2 separate regions of the Pan troglodytes genome follow, and region 1 is linked to region 2. A link is a contact called in public Hi-C data. All regions are on one chromosome and are shown on one strand. The core of a region is the stretch at or near the end of the contact, and the rest is flanking DNA. Distances in the headings are between cores, read along the strand shown.

Region 1 (3,552 bases), core at 630-3,129, 200 kb before region 2:
TGGTAATACTTGTCCTCTCTTGCATATTTCATAGGTTGAGAGAATGAAGCCTGCTCTGCAGGTTATCTGCTACTGTAACAATCCCAGCCCTCTCCACTCTGGTGGCTTTTAGGCTATTTCTGTTCCTGTCTCCCGACGCTGGGGGTTGACAGGACTCAGCTGGGTGGTTACATGCCCACAGCTCCCACTGCAGTCACTGGAGGCTTGGCTGGACTGGAGCACGCGAGGCTGGTGTTTGGGAGATGTCCGGACAGCTGGCCTTTTCCCCGAGGTCTTGGGCCTCTCATTCTTCGCAACGCGTCTACAGCAAGGTCCATATGTTTGTTGAATGACTCAGTTCCCACAAGCAAAAGCAGAAGTTGCCAGGCTCTAAGGCTTGGGCTGAGAACTGGCCCAGCTTCGCTTGCGCTGCATTCTCTAGAGTAAGTTACAAGGCCCCCAATGACATGGGCAGGAACCACACAAGGGTGTGGCTGCGGGAGACCTGACTCTGGTGGCCATTTATGGAGATGAGCTGCCCCCCACTTCTTTCACTGTGTGTATTTGCCCTTGTCACTTTTCTAAATTTTTCTTTAGAGACAAGGTCTCTGTCGCACAGGCTGGAGTGCAGTGGTGTGATCATGGCTCACTGCAGCCTCCAACCCCTGGGCTCAAGCGATCCTCCCACCTCAGCCTCCCCAGTAGCTGGGACTATGGGTGCCTGCCACCATGCCCGGCTAATTTTATAATTTTTTGTAGAGACCAGGGTGGGGGTGGCCAGGCGCGGTGGCTCACGCCTGTAATCCCAGCACTTTGGGAGGCCGAGGCAGGCAGATCACGAGGTCAGGAGATCGAGACCATCCTGGCTAACACGGTGAAACCCCTTCTCTACTAAAAATACAAAAAATTAGCCGGGCGTGGTGGCGGGTGCCTATAGTCCCACCTCCTCGGGAGGCTGAGGCAGGAGAATGGCATGAACCTGGGAGGCGAAGCTTGCAGTGAGCCGAGATTGTACCACTGCACTCCAGCCTGGGCGACAGAGCCAGACTCTGTCTCAAAAAAAAAAAAAGAGATCAGGGTGGGAGGACTTGCTCTGTTGCCCAGGCTGGTCCTCCTGGCCTCAATCAATCCTCCCACCTCAGCCTCCCAAAGTGTTGGGATTACAGGCATGAGCCACTGTGCCCTGCCATTCTTTTCACAGCTGGATAACCTTGAGGGTGGATAACTCGGTGTTTTCGTTTTTCACTGCTGTAGAGAGCAGAACTCTGAGCGTGGTACTTTAGCATTGTTTCCTCCTGGTGGTTCTATATGCAGAGCACTATGCTGGCTGTATTTGGGGTGCATTTGCCATTTTATGGGATCCTTGCAACAACCCTGACAGGACCTGGGACTCAAGCTAAGTCAGGCTGTGTCTTGGTTGAGGGTGGTCACTACCTCTCTCCATAAACCAGGGGCTACCCCTTAAGAACCTCCCAGAGAGTTCACTCAGGATACTCCCACTAAGGTGGGAGGACTGCTTGAGCCCAGGAGCTTGAGGTTGCTGTGAGCTGTGACTGTGCCACTACACTCCAGCCTGGGAGACAGAGAGAGACCTGTCCCAAAAAAAAAAAAAAAAAAAGAAGCCCATTTCTGGTTCCATCTCAGAAATTCAGCTCTAGCATCCTAAAGGGAGGACCTGGAATGTAGAATATCCTAGATTCTTTCAGATGATGATGAAGGGGCCTGGAGATACTGGCTGTCCCTGGGCTATTCACCCTCTAGCTCCTGCCTTCCAGGGCTAAAGACGAGTCAGGTACTGAGAATCCACAAGACAAACGCAGAGGAAGTACCGTGGGACTCCAGAGGAGGGCAAGGTTACTTCATGTCTTGGCAGAGCATCAAGGAGGACTTCCCCTATCAAGATCTCTAGGAGGAGGGAAAAGGAGGGGGAGGAGATGGCATACGCTCTGGCTCTGCAGGCTGGGCAGGATTTCAACCAGCAGGGAGGGTGGGATGGGCGTCATAGGCAGCTGCCGGAGCAGACAGGCTGAAGAGCTTGTGGATGGCAGGAACAGGGCGTCCCAGGAGCTGAGCAGGATGGTGACATGGTGGCCAAGGCTGCTCACACTCCACCAAGGGCGGGTTGGCGGGGGGGGTCCCTGGAGCCTGCTGCTGGGCCCAGATTCTGATTTTTTTAATTAAAATTTTTATTTTATTTTGAGACGGAGTCTTGCTCTGTCGCCCAAGCTGGAGTGCAGTGGTGTGATCTCGGCTCACTGCAACCTCTCTGGCCCAGGTTCAAGCAATTCTGCCTCAGCCTCCCGAGTAGATGGGACTACATGCACGCCACTACCACAGCCAGATAATTTTTGTATTTTTAGTAGATGGGGTTTCTCCATGTTGGTCAAGCTGGTCTCAAACTCCTAACCTCAAGTAATCTGCCCGCCTTGCCCTCCCAATGTGCTGGGATTACAGGCGTGAGCCACCGTACCCGGCCCAGATTCTGCATTTTCTAGTCAGCTTCCCAGCAATGCCTGAGCTGCAGGTGCACACGAACTAGGAGTGACGTGAAGGCAGGGACCACTCGGATGCTAAAGACCAGAGATGGGATGGCGGTGAGTAGGAGCGGGGATGATAGGGACATGGAGGAGAAACAGCATCTCCCAGCCCCACTTCTGCCACCCAGAACTCCATCAGGAAGTTGTCAGTGTGGATGAAACTCACCACACCTCTACTTCCAAGCTCCAATTATCCGTCCTCCCATCCTTCTGGCCACCTCCTCACACAGAACTTCTGTCCTCCTCTGTGAGGAAAAAAAGACCAGTGGCTGCATGTATGGTGTTAAGGACCAAAATGATGTGGCCAAGGCCTTTGCCACGAGAAGCCAAGAACCAGTCTTTGTTTTTTGTTTTGTTGAGACGGAGTCTCGCTTTGTCGCCCAGGCTGGAGCGCAGTGGCAAGCTCTCGGCTCACTGCAACCTCTGTGTTATGAGTAAAATGTTTATTCAGAAACAAAATGCTTCTTCCCCAGTACTGCAAGGAAAAATCAGCATTTAGACAAAGAAGTTTTCTCAGTAAGGTAATTTTACTTTCTGGAGAAAAGAGGGAAGCAATTTTTATCCTTTATGCAGCTTGTCCTTGCTGCTGTGTGTTGTCTCCATTGACTGGAGCTAGAAATTACAATTTAAACTGAACCTGATTGGCTAACAACTTAAAACACTGCTAAATAGGTAAAACTAATGGAGAATAAAGAAAAAGAGGAAGTTGTTTATGAAAAGACATAGACAAGTTATAACATTTCCTGCCGGACGCGGTGGCTCACACCTGTAATCCCAGCAGTTTGGGAGGCTGAGGTGGGTGGATCACGAGGTCAGGAGATCAAGACCATCCTGGCTAACATAGTGAAACCGCGTCTCTACTAAAAAAATACAAAAAATTAGCTGGGCATGGTGGCACACGCCTGTAGTCCCAGCTACTTGGGAGGCTGAGGCAGGTGAATCGCTTGAACCTGGGAGGCAGAGGTTGCAGGGAGCTGAGACTGTGCCACTGCACCCCAGCTTGGGCAACAGAGTGAGAGACTGTCAAAAAAAAAAA
Region 2 (3,878 bases), core at 1,346-3,845:
GAGTGGGAGGATCGCTTGAGGCCAGGAGTTCAAGGCTGCAGTGAGCTGTGATGGCACAAATGCACTCCAGCCTTGCGACAGGGTGAGACTCTGTCTCAAAAAATAAAATAAAAAATAAACTGCACAGCACCTATGACCTCAGCAAATTCTCCCAACAGCCCTGGAATGGAGTTATCACTCTCACCTTCGAGAAGAGGCTCACAGAGGGACACGGCAGGCTCCAGGTCACAAGGCGGCTCAGGACAGTGCAGGATGAGCCCTTGTCTGGAGCTTCAAATCTCATGCTCTTGCCTCCAGCCCAGCTACCTCTAGAAAAAAAGAAGCGCTCTGAGAAGAGCCTGTAGGGAGCCAACATCTGTGGCAGAGGCTGGCTGGGGCTCCGGGAGCAGGGACAGGAGGCGTCTGGTCCCTGCTGAGCGAAAAGGAGAGTTCTGTAAGATGGATAGGGAGTATCGGAGGCCCCCACCCTCTGCCACCAGGCTTGATTGATGAGCACAGTCCTGCTGCCGGAGATGAGCAGGGGGGCCCCCTGGAGGCTGCAGAGGGGAGGGCGAGGAGAGGCTATGAATATTTCAGCGACAGAGGCCGGGCTGGAGGAAAGGAGGGGAAGGGGGGCAGGGAGGCACTCAGCCAGCGGGAGGGGGCTCAGGGACTAGGACACCCAGGTGAGGAAAGACCCACATCATTGAGCCAGGGCTCGGGGAGGGCGGAGATAGGCCAGGAGGAAGGGGCTCTTTAAGAAATTAGAGTTCGCCGGGCGCGGTGGCTCACGCCTGTAATCCCAGCACGTTGGGAGGCCAAGGTGGGTGGATCACGAGGTCAGGAGTTCAAGACCAGCCTGGCCAGCATGGTGAAACCCCGTCTCTACTAAAAATACAAAAAATTAGCTGGGCGTGGTGGTGCATGCTTGTAGTCCCAGCTACTCGGGAGGCTGAGGCAGGAGAATTGCTTGAACCCAGCAGGCGGAGGATGCAGTGAGCTGAGATCATGCCACTGCACTCCAGCCTAGTCGACAAAGTGAGACTCCATCTCAAAAAAAAAAAAAGAAAAAGAAAAAGAAATTAGAGTTCGCCGTGCGCGGTGGCTCACGCCTGTAATCCCTGCATTTTGGGAGGCCAAGGCTGGCAGATCATCTGAGATCGGGAGTTCCATACCAGCCTGACTAACATGGAGAAACCCCGTCTCTACTAAAAATACAAAAATTAGCGGGCACCTGTAATTCCAGCTACTCGGGAGGCTGAGGCAGGAGAATCACTTGAACCCAGGAAGCGGAGGTTGCAGTGAGGTGAGATTGCAGGAGATTGCAGCAGGCAGAGGTTGCAGTGAGGCGAGATCGGGCCCCTGCACTCCAGCCAGGACAACAGAGTGAGACTGAAAAAAAAAAAAAAGAAAGAAAAGAGAAATTAGGGTTCAGTGAGAGAAAGGAGGGGTGGGGATGGGGTTCCCAGAATAGGACAGTAGGGTTAGGGGCACAGGGATCAAATGGGGGGTTCACTGAGGGGGAGGGCTTCAATGAATGGGGCTAGGATATGGAGGGGATTCAGTGAGGAAGAGGAGCCTCATCTAAGGAGTAGCCACACACACACCCCACCCACGACTGCAGGGTGGCTCATGCCTAGAATTCCAGCAATTTGAGAGATCAAACGGGAGGATCGCTTGAGGCCAGGAGTTCGAAACCAGCCTGAGCAACATAGTGAGACCCCGTCTCTGCAAAATTTTTCAAATTAGCCAGGGTGGGGGTCCACGCCTGTAGTCCCAGCTACTCAAGAGGCTGAGGAGGAAGGATCGCTTGGGCCCAGAAGTTCAAGGCTGCAGTGAGCTATGATCCCACCGCTGCAACCCAGCCTGAGCAACAGAGCAAGACCCTATCTCCAAAATTAAAAAAAAAAAAGAGGAGGGGGCTTACTGAGATGGTGAGAACTCAGAAGGGGTGCGGGCTAAATAAGGGGCTCGGTTATCTTCTTTCTTTTTTGCAAAAGATTGTACCGTGAGGTCGGGGACCTGTAGGGGATGTGCCCCGTTGGGTTCCCCAAATCTCTGCCTAGCCCTGTAAGGCCAGGGGCCGCAGGTAACCCTCGCCCCTCCCCCAGCCGGGTAGCAGCCCGCAGACTTGCGGGGCTAGGTCAGGCCCCCTGCGCCGAGAAACGGGGTGGAGAAAAGCCGTCCCGAGACTGGTGGTGAGCGTCCCTGTCGCCGGCAGTGTGGCGGAGACCCCGCGGCTGACCGAGGGCGCTGAGCCTGGCCTGGAGTACGCGCCCTTTGACGATGACGACGGCCCAGTGGACTGTGACTGCCCGGCCGCCTGCTACCGCGGCCACCGCGGGTACAGGTCAGCGGCCGCCGCGGCAGGGGTGGGGGGCGCGCGGGGCTGCCCCCCCTCACCGCCCCCACCCCCGCCTCTTCTCCCCCAGGACCAAGCATTGGTCTAGCAGCTCGGCATCGCCCCCTCCCAAGAAAAAGAAGAAAAAGAAAGGCGGCCACCGGAGAAGCCGGTGAGAACCGCGCCTGACCGGAGCGGGAAGGGAGGAGGAGGTGGGGTCTCTCCCCGGATGCCCGTCCCTGGCTCACAACCATGCAGCATTTGTGAGCCCCGCCCCTCTCTGAGCCCCTCCCTCGGCCTCCCCGTGCCGTCCCCCGACTAGGTGCCCTCCGGATAACTGAACCCACCCCAGGCCTCAAGCTCCTCCCCTCGCTAGGGCCCGCCCCTCGACAAGCCCCTCCCCTTCGCTAGGTTCCGCCCCCAAGGAGCCCCTCCCCTTCTCTGGGGCCCGCCCCTCACCGAGCCCCTCCCCTTCTCTAGGACCCGCCCCTCATCGAGGTCCTCTCCCCACTAGGCCCCACCCCTCATGGAGCCCCTCCCCTTATCTGGGATCCGCCCCTCACTGAGCCCTTCTCTAGCACCTGCCTCTCACTGAATCCCCCAGAGCCAGACTCACTGACCGGGCCCGTGTGTTACCAGCACCTGCTCCCAGTCCCCCTCTGCCCTCCCAGGGGTCCCGTGCCCACCAACACTAGTGCGAGTGGCCCTGGGGAGGAGGGGCCTCATCTGCCATCCCCGAATCTCTCTGTCCACCCTCCCCTGTCCTGCGTGAGACCCTGGCAAGTGTCTGGGGCCCCAACTAACCCCATCCATCCGTCTGTCCTTTCTTCCTGGCATCTGCCCTCAGCAAAAAGAGGAGACTGGAGTCCGAATGCAGGTCAGTGGGGACAGAGCTGGCTGGGGCCAGGGCGGGGGATGTCTGTGGGTGGGAGAGGTTCCAAGGCCATCCCCCAGAGGCCGGAGGCCTGGACCCTCAGGGCCTGCACCTGGACACTGCCAAGGTGCAAGTTTTGCCCCTACAGAGGCCATGAATCCCACCGTTGGAGCCTCTGACGTCTGGGTTTGAAACTATCGTTGCCCACAATGCCAGGGGGCTGGAAGGGTGACTTGGGGACAACATAGGCAGCGCCATCAACTACCCTGAGGGACCTTGGCGACCCTTGGGGCCTCGGGTCACTCTGTACAAGGGACCTTGGGCTTCCTGGCCTGGAATTCCCTTTCCAGCTTCAATGTCCCAAGCACCCAGGTCTCTCCAGCCATTTCCAGCCCCCCACCCCCCACCCCAGCTCACTAGAGCCCACCTCCCTGTGTCCACAGCTGTGGGAGCTCCTCACCCCTCCGCAAGAAGAAGAAGAGTGTGAAGAAGCATCGCCGAGACAGGTACCCTTGCTGCCCCCACCCTGGGGCCTCCTCTTCCTCCCGTGGGGCCCAGGGCCAGGGCTGTGGCCCTCCATAGGTCTCCCCTGGGCCACCCCAGGCAGGCTCAAGAGAACTCCTTTATCGCCCTACAGGTCTGATTCTGGGTCCCGGAGGAAGAGACGGCACAGGTGAGCGGCGC

What was found. Hi-C and Micro-C count contacts between places; a contact is called where the count stands out from the background.
Region 1: a Hi-C map of induced pluripotent stem cells shows a contact between it and region 2, with 2.5 times the contacts expected there. The contact joins two enhancer-like sites. A contact is called at or near these places in 2 of 7 Hi-C or Micro-C datasets (induced pluripotent stem cells and stem cell-derived neural progenitor cells).

Annotation. Positions count from the first base shown.
Region 1 is chr6:85,423,363-85,426,914 of NHGRI_mPanTro3-v2.0_pri, reverse strand. All of the region lies in intron 15 of LOC134810458, which reads right to left. Among named protein-coding and RNA genes, the nearest start is that of STYXL1, 21 kb to the left of the region's middle. Within about 2 kb of position 1,879, at least 10 of the 24 cell types and tissues checked have an H3K27ac peak or open chromatin away from gene starts, as enhancers often do. A contact at or near this core is called in induced pluripotent stem cells, where this site is marked.
Region 2 is chr6:85,228,413-85,232,290 of NHGRI_mPanTro3-v2.0_pri, reverse strand. SRRM3 (serine/arginine repetitive matrix 3) reads left to right here. Exons shown (of 16, transcript XM_054655836.2): 4 at 2,201-2,329; 5 at 2,412-2,492; 6 at 3,168-3,197; 7 at 3,638-3,700; 8 at 3,832-3,867. Among named protein-coding and RNA genes, the nearest start is that of HSPB1, 43 kb to the right of the region's middle. Within about 2 kb of position 2,595, at least 10 of the 24 cell types and tissues checked have an H3K27ac peak or open chromatin away from gene starts, as enhancers often do. A contact at or near this core is called in induced pluripotent stem cells, where this site is marked.